2 separate regions of the Mus musculus genome follow, and region 1 is linked to region 2. Evidence: chromatin contacts called from public Micro-C data. All regions are on one chromosome and are shown on one strand. The core of a region is the stretch at or near the end of the contact, and the rest is flanking DNA. Distances in the headings are between cores, read along the strand shown.

Region 1 (4,153 bases), core at 914-3,413, 110 kb after region 2:
GGAGAAAGGCAACAAAGAGTTCTCAAAGCCATGAACCATAAGAATGAGCAGCTCAGCAAGATGTCTGTAAGGGTGCAATGGTGGCACTTATGTCTTGGGGTTAACCAACAGCTTTCTAATTGTAATTAATGCTTGCTAAACAAGAGAGAGTTCATACATAGATATATTAACTTAGCTTCCAGTGGCTGCTCCTAACTGCATTCCAAAATATTTATGCTTATACCTACAGGTTAAGTATAGCTCTCACCCTTCATCAAAGTAGCTTTTTCAGCAGAGACCATTCAGAGATTAACCAGTGATCAAGATACAGAAAGCAAGTGACTGGGTGATGCCCAACCACAACTGATATAGCTACAATGAACCAAGATATCTAAGGCTCAGGGAACATGGAAGAAGAAGAGGTAGAAAGATTGAAAGAGAATCGGGAAGTCTGCTGTAAGACAATGTCCTCCCCCCCTCAACCCCCCGAACACACACATGAAAGACAGGGAGTTGCAGCCATGAAATCTCAACCCTATGACATTCCAACATGGAGGTGGGTAATTTCACAAAGCTCCACACCTAAAGGAAGAGCTACTAAGAGCTACCTAAATCAATAGCTTCTAAGAGAGTGACAATCAGTCTTCATCACAGATGAACCCCCGAGTAAGTTATCCAATCCCCAAGTGGTCAGCCTTGAACACTTACACACAGGAGCAAGACTAAATAAACTTAATATGTCATAATATGTATGTATATACATATATATACATACGTGTGTATATATATATATATATATACACACACACACACACATACACATATATATGTAATTATACACACACAGCCATATATATGTCATAAACAAGGGATGCTGGTGTGAAAACAAGAAGAGTTGGAAGTTGGAAAGAGAGGATAGAAATGATATAAATACAGTACTCTTCTTGTATGGAACTCTCAAAAAAATTAAAACTACAAAAAAATTTTTTTAGAATGTGTTGGCGCTCCATGACCTGACCTAGAAAGCTGTCTGTACTATTCTACAAAGGAGAGGAACACTGTGGTGAGAAATCTGAGTGGTCTGATGACAATTTCTACAGGACAAAGTCTTGGCTGTGTGTACACTTACATGGGTCTACAACCGTAAAGAATGTGGGGATACCACACTGATGCCTTAACACTTGAGAGTTTAACTGAGAGCTGGACAGGGGCAGGAGGTGGGGAAAACACTCGGTGTATTGTGGTAAGCAAATACTCCTTTTAAAACTATAATTCTATTTTCCATTAACTCAGATTATCTTCATTATCCCTGCCTCCTCATCATAAATATAAATTTGTGTGTCCTAAAACATGAAGTGGATTCTTGGGCTATCTGGGTAACATAAATGGTCTTGAGATTGGCTTTCAACTGCACCTCTGCTGGCAAAGTAAGGAGGACCTGGACACCATGACTCTTGTAAGGCTAAGGATGAAGCCTAGCTTTTATTGGCTCCTGACTTATTACCTGAACGGTCAGTGAGCTATGGTGCACAGTTAGAGTCACATGCTGATAAGGAGGACCCAGCAGTATTGTCTCAAGAAACTATCAGCAAAACAACAAAGGAGTTTTCATGATTGATAGCACCAAATAATTATTGTACATACAAAGAAAAATGTTATTTGTGAGACAGGCTACCTTTAACCATCATAGACAAAAGATGTAGACTGCAAAGATTTTGATTAAAATATGCAAATGGCATCTGAAATCTCAACAATACTCCGTGATTCTACTTTTCGTCACTAAGTTGTTATTTTTTTTTTCTGTTTTACAAACTTTTGTCAATTATTTTCCATTTTGACATTATTCCTTTGAAAATAAATCTTTTCACACTAGTATTATAACCTAGGAAATCAGACAAATGATAGAGGGCAACTCAGTTAATTATTGCAAATTGGACACACTGTGGTAACCAGGACAGATCAAGAAATTGAAACATTTCATCATTAGTCCTAAAAGAAATCCAACCTTTAGTTATGGGGAAGAACACCTGAATTAGCAATTATATTTGGTGCATTTACGGTTCAGAGTAGGGTGTCTGGATGAAATTTAAATATGAACAAGCTTAAACATGACTCCACAGAGCCTAGATGCAAACCATCCCTTGGAAAACGTGTTTGGCTCCATCCACAGGCCTGGCTGCCTCTCCTCTGTGTCACAGGGTGCCAGTCGGGACCAGTGACTTCTCCATGCTTGAGTCACAGAAAGGAAGCCAAACTCTTGAGTCATCTCGAGGTTCACATTCACCCCTAGATTTCCTTTGTCATCAAGATGTCATGCAATGAAAAGTGCATGTGATCTGGCAAACCTGACAGTGAGCCTTACTGTTCAGAGAGGTTCACAAACAGGTGATTAATTTGTCAGCACAAAGTGAAGACTCAGGTTGAAAACAGCGATCTCTTTCTCACCCTTATTCTCACCCTGAACAAGAGGATGCCTGCGGTTCCCATTAGTACTGCACAAGCTCAAAGGGGACTGACTTGGCATTGTTCTTCCTTTGCCTGGCAGCTATCATTTCCAGAGAAAAAGAGGTGTGGAGTCAAGGTCTGAAACTGAACAATGTCTCTACCCAGGAGAGATCGTTGCACCTCACACTGACCAGGTGCATGGCACTTTAGGGGCTTCATCAAAACTGATAAGACAGGAATCAGGACCAGTTTCTGGGAAGTCAAAGTCTCAGGACCATAATAACATTGACCCTGATAGTCAATGACTACTTTTGCTGTACTGTGGTCTCCAAAGGCCCAGGACAGCTATTAGGTCCATCTAGAAAGTTGCTGTTCCCAAAAAGAAAGTGGACTTGAACACTGTTTCCTGTGTATTAATTAACCAAATAATATGGCTGGGTGTGGTGGCATATGCCTTTAGTCCCAGCACTTGGGAGGCACAGTCAGATGGATGTCTGTGAGTTCAAGGCCAGCATATCATTTACATAGTTCGCTCTAGGCCAGCCAGGGTTACATAGCAAAACCCTGTCTCAAAAATACTCAATATTTTAATGTAAAAGTAAAAATATCCCAAGTCTCTTGTTTCTGACTCCTGGGCCAGTCTCATTAGGAGTCTCAAAGGGTCACATTCTGAATCAAGTCAGGACTGGAAATGTAGGCAGTTCAGCCCCACTGCCTAGAAATTGAATAAAACTAAGGGGGGGGGTGCATTTTCACAGTGTGCTCTCAGTTGAGAAAGCTGGGTAATGAACTTCAAATAGATTCAGGGATAATTTGGTGCCTTGATGGTAAACACTAGCTAGCACAGATAGAATATCTCATTTGGAATTACACAGCTGCTTTGTATTGCAAATGAATAATATGCCCAGCATTCACACAGAACCAGGAAGTCGGAATTTTATTTCAGTTTTCATCTCCACCTAAATGCAAAAGGCTGGCATGAAGGTAATTGGGAAACAATTATTACAGGTGGTTCACAGGGCTGCATAATCGAACAGCCACTGCTACTAGGCATAGACCCTCCTGGTTAACTCAGGCGTTACCACAGAAGAGTGGACGGGGCCCTTGTTATTTTACCAATACTGTTGAGAGTTAGTATTAAATACTCAGAAGGAGAATTTTCTAATGCTAGAAAGAAAAATTCCAAGTTAATTTAATCTTACAGGCTTTCTATTGTGAGAAGGCAATTTTGGTTGGTTGATTGGTTTTATTTATAATAAACTCCCATTCTATTTCATTTAGGCAAACAAATCTATGATTTGGGGAGAACTTGTTTCCAGCCTAAGAATTCAACGTAATTCAACGTAATTCCCTTGTAATATTCTGCAATGAAAGAGTATCAGTTTGCCATATTTTAACTATAACTCTAAACCAAGGTGACTTTGCCCCTAAAGAGACTTCATCAGAGACTGGAGACGTTTTAGATTGAGCATGACTGTGTACTGGAGGTAGAAGGACTTCCTCTGAGCAGCTGGTGCCAGGCAGGCACGCTGCTAAACATCCTTTGTACACAGGATAGTCTCCACTGACCAGTGGCGCTCAGTGCTGAGGGACAGAAGCCTGCTCCCAGTGTGGAACAGTGAAGGTATTTGTGGGAGCAGAAACAGAGGTCACCTCAACAGTACAAAGTCCTCAAGCCAGACAGCACGCTTCAGTTTGTTATAAGCTTCTATTTGCCAAGTGAATGTCT
Region 2 (4,605 bases), core at 1,072-3,571:
CAGAGCTCAAAGTCCACAGGATTCCCATACACACTGGCCTCCTTCACAACCCTCTTGTAAAGAAAGTTCTGTTACAGAACAGGGCTCAGGGAGGCAAATGAAGCCCAATTAAAAACACTCAGCATTTTGGCTACACTTCTTTCTGGTTAGTTTGTTACACATAGGTTAAGTTGTAATGTTTTAAAGAATTTAAAAAAAAAATTTCATAGCTGTAAGCAAAGCAGGATATACTACATTTGACTGGACATATGACATGGCCGACTGTGAAGTGCTCTGTTAGTCTATAAGGTACCAGAAGGAGATTGGTACCACTACGGGATGTCACGGACTGAGAAATATGCCCAGGTTTCAGCCACATTAAAAGTCAGACATTAAAACAGTGTTTCATGGAGGTGACCTACTCTTGACTACCCTGACTTCGACAGAGCCATGGCCCTGCTGCCAAACCTCCCTCCCAGACGGGTGCTGGTCGCTTCCCAGAACACAGCCTTGGGCCTGCCCTCATCAGAGAGACTGCCCAGGAAGAGAACTCCGTTTTCTGTTTTTATAGACTGTACCCTGTGCACCTGTAACAGGCACTTAAAAAACCATTTCCTGATGTAATGATGTGCGAGAAGATGTTTGTAAGAGGAAGGTAGAAATTACCACTGAACTGAAAAGTCTAAAGCTTTGTTGGGAAACAGTGGACAAACGGGATGGGAGAGATGGAAGGAGCTTTGGCTCAGAGCCAGTGACCCCGACTTTTCTTTCTTTTTCTTTTCTTTTTTTGTTTTTTGTTTTGGGGGAGGGGTTGAAACACGGTTTCTCTGTATATCCTTGGCTGTCCTGGAACTCACTCAGTACACCAGGCTGGCCTCGAACTCAGAAATCCACCTGCCTCTGTCTCCCGAGTGCTGGGATTAAAGGCATGGGCCACCACACCCGGCTCAACCCTGACTTTTCAATGTCTTTCCTTGCTACAGATGAGCACTATCATTTTCTTGCCCCCTTCCTGCTGCTTTGAACCTCTTGATCAAGTTTAATACAATACTGTTGGAGAATACTATCTAGAGACTGTTTTCACACTCAGAATGAACACTGTCTTGGGACACCATCCATTAATTCCAAGTGATAACCTATAAGGTGCCAGTGAGGGGAGGGAGATGACACACTTCTGGAATCATCTGGAGTCAACGTACAGCATCGTTTCTGCTAACATAGAATTCTGACAACAGGAGACAAAAACATTGGGCGATTGGAGTCTTTATGGCTTGGCATTGCAGTTTTCTGTGGAAGTTCACTAGGATTTCTGCTTGAACTGGCAAAAGGAGTTTGATTAGTGAAAAGAGACAGAGGCAGACTCAGTCCTCAAGTATGGTCCTTGCTGAACACAAGCCTGGCCCAGAACGTAAGCCACTGTGGTCGCTCTTTTCCTCATGTTCTTTCCTTTCTGTATGAATATGCATAGTCATTCTGAGACATGAAGAAATGTGTCGAGTTCCCTAAAAGATATGATGACGGGTCAGACAACTCTGGCCTCAGAAGCAAGACTGTACTAGTAAAGATGATATGTTTTACTCAAATGAGCTACAAGATGGAGAGAATGAAAGAAAGTTCTAGCAAAGAAATAAAACCAAGATGGGATATATAGATGGGACACATGAAGTTTGGGGGAGACCAGGGAGGTGTCACACAGGGGAACCAGGGAAGGCTTTGGCTTGGCTCATGGGAAGGAGCCAGCCAACATGGACAGTGATGTTCCCGGGGCTTCCTTCTGCACAGTCTCCTGATCACTCAGGAGCAGGGTGCTATTGCTAGAGACTTCTCTTGAAGTGTCACAACACTGGGAACACCAATGATTTCCTTGGGCTGGCAACTATAGGTCAGGTCATCTGAGGAAAATACTAAAGCATTTCATGCTGTCTACATCATAAGTTTGATTTAAAACAGAACATCTGAGACCCACATCTGGTCCTTAGGCCACCTGGCTAAAGGCAACAGCAAAACACTGCCTTTCTAAACTCCAAGGACCACCAGCTCCTGCTTACCGTGGACATGGATACCATTTGGCTGAAAAGAAGAGTTGGTTTCTGGCTGGTAGGGCTTCAGGAGTGAGCCTGGTGGCTGCTGGGAGTGGGGAGCCTGTGCTCTCTGGAGCAGTGACGGAGGAGCTGGAACTCTTCCCGGGCTGATGTGGTGAGGAGATGGAGTCGGAGGTGCAAACCTGGGAAAACGATGACAACAGGCAGCATGACCAACTCTTCAAAGCCTTCTAAGTCCCCGTTCTGGCCCTATACAACTATGACACTATGCTCTTTCAAAACCCTTCATAACCCTCCCCTCTCCTGTCCAACCACTGAGTGCTTCTCTGACACATGGGGGGTGGGGTGAGGAGGGGAAAGACACCAACAAAGCAAACCTTAGTCACAGTTTGGGTTTGTCAAGCTTCTTAAACTGCATTTCAAATCCTCTGGGTTTTATGAAATTCAAAGCACATCTTTTGCCAGGCCCTTTTCCTGCTAATTTTAAAACCCGTTCACATTTTAGGGGAAATTCGATTCATATGTTTCTGACTCATTTACACTTAGCTCATAAACATTTTGTTTTGTAAGGCACATCTGAGGTCCAAGAAGTGTTACGGGTCCTTTATTATGACCCCCCTCTAACCAGAGTCTCCTTAAACAATACATTCTGTCTTGCCAAGAGTAAAATAACTCAAACCCCAAAGGTCAAATGTGCCTTGAAACACAGAACCTGAGAGGTCGGCTTGGGTTCTGTGCTGGGCAAAGAGCATTCCTGATGGCGTAGAGGGAATGCACTGTGGCATTTTTGTAGTAATGTGTAACAATCCCAAGATTGTTGGGTCTTTGGTTTTTTTTGTTGAACACAACGCCTTGCATACACTAGGCAAGCACTCCACTATTGAGTGCTATCCCCAGCCGCAACCTCAGAGTACTGGTTTTTGAAAGGAGATATACTGGTATTTAAACAAAGAGAAATCACCAAGGAACCCTGGGCAACTGTATATTCATTTTCTTGTTGTGAGGGAAGACTAGCAGGTTCTGAGTCATGAGATTTAGAATGGCATTTACTGTCTAACACTGGTGAAGGACAGTAGACTTGAGAGAACAAACAGCCTTGCAGGTGGGGATGTCCATACAGAAACAAACAGGATGTTTAATTTGTTGGTTCAGCGTGGGACAGTGATACCCACGGTAGAGAAAGAAGGGAGGGTCTTTCAATACCTTGAGAATAAACAGCAAAGTAATTCTGCATAAAAGCATACTAGCAATGAAGTATGCAACCTCTCTGAAGTTCATCAACATGAACACATTTAGTTAGTTCCTGTTTATCCCGTGCAGAAGGAAAGCTTCATTTTGTACTAGGTTATCAACGGTGGCATAACTTATTTTATAGGGACAACTGACTCCACAAGGCTGGTCTCTCGTGTAAGGACACAGCTGAGAAAAGGGGAAGGTGCATTGGACACATTTACAAAGTTAATTCTAAAGGCCCTGAAGCAATGTATCTTATAAAGAAGAGCTTCAACATTTATGTTAAGGGAGTACGAGAGGATGGGAGAAAATGCCATGTTCACTTTGCATTTCACTTGTGAAGTATAAGGAGCTGCACGGGAACTAAGAGGAAGATGGGGACTCAAAGCCAACAGGTCAGAGTATCTCAGCAAACCTGATGTGATTGGATGCTATCGACTGGCCACTTAGATTTTTATTCTATGGAACTTCGGAGGGCAGCAGCTGCGTGTCCTGTGCTGGTTAAATACGCACTTTTCTAAGCACATCCTCTGAACTGGGATTATCCTGAAAGGCGATGCTGAGTGGCCCACAGAGAAAGCACAGCAAACAAATCCTGGCACTTCCCTGAGAACATCTAGTAAAACACATGAGCCAGGATTCCCCATATGGAGGCGATTTTCTGGGGGACATGTCCTTATTGTGTCTCCACAGTAGCTCTGAGCTTGTGGGAGAGGAATGAGAAATTGTGAAGTCATCGAGTTGGGAGAGATGGGAGTCCACACTGGCACCCAACCCTAGAAGGCTCTGTCCTTATGGTCCTCCAGGTTGGAGGGAGAAGGGATTTGAACAGCAAGGTGACCTACATCATTATCCCACAATCACACTGATATTTTGGGAGACAAAGTAATTAAGACCCTCTGGCTCTCTTGTTTCACTTCAAGAAGACACAACGAGCTAGTAGGTCCTCTGGTCTTTCCTTCTGGTACTTCTACTATCTTCAACAAAATGATGGGGGCAGGGCAGGGCAGACAAGTTGGGACTATCTAGGGACCCCAGTACAATCTGAGGACATAACATACCCCAAACCACATGATACACCTGACTCACACGAGACGGATTAGTTAAGGAGTGGAAATGGTGACAGATGAAGAATACAAAGAGAGTCCAAGGTTCTTTCGTCAGAGTGAAGCTCTACTGCTTTTATCACTTGCACCGGTGTGGTCAACACTAATTAGATCACTAACTAGGAAATGGAGACTACACAGATCCAAGAGTATAACTTACTAAAATATTTTGTCATCTATAGCATAAATTATATTACTCAAGATATAGATTCTGTATGTGCTCATTCCAAATTATTCTTACCTAT

Evidence for each region. A called contact is a pair of places that touch in the nucleus more often than the background predicts.
Region 1: a Micro-C map of muscle stem cells shows a contact between it and region 2, with 2.2 times the contacts expected there. A contact is called at or near these places in 9 of 484 Hi-C or Micro-C datasets (adipose-derived mesenchymal stem cells, brain, cortical neurons and 3 more), 3 of 130 datasets of targeted methods (embryonic fibroblasts, neural progenitor cells and pancreatic cancer cells) and 2 of 9 other capture datasets (adipose tissue and pancreatic islet).

Annotation. Positions count from the first base shown.
Region 1 is chr19:28,387,073-28,391,225 of GRCm38.p6, forward strand. All of the region lies in intron 4 of Glis3 (GLIS family zinc finger 3), which reads right to left. Among named protein-coding and RNA genes, the nearest start is that of Gm35866, 25 kb to the left of the region's middle.
Region 2 is chr19:28,281,625-28,286,229 of GRCm38.p6, forward strand. Glis3 (GLIS family zinc finger 3) reads right to left here. Exons shown (of 11, transcript NM_175459.6): 9 at 2,028-2,203. Among named protein-coding and RNA genes, the nearest start is that of Gm35866, 80 kb to the right of the region's middle.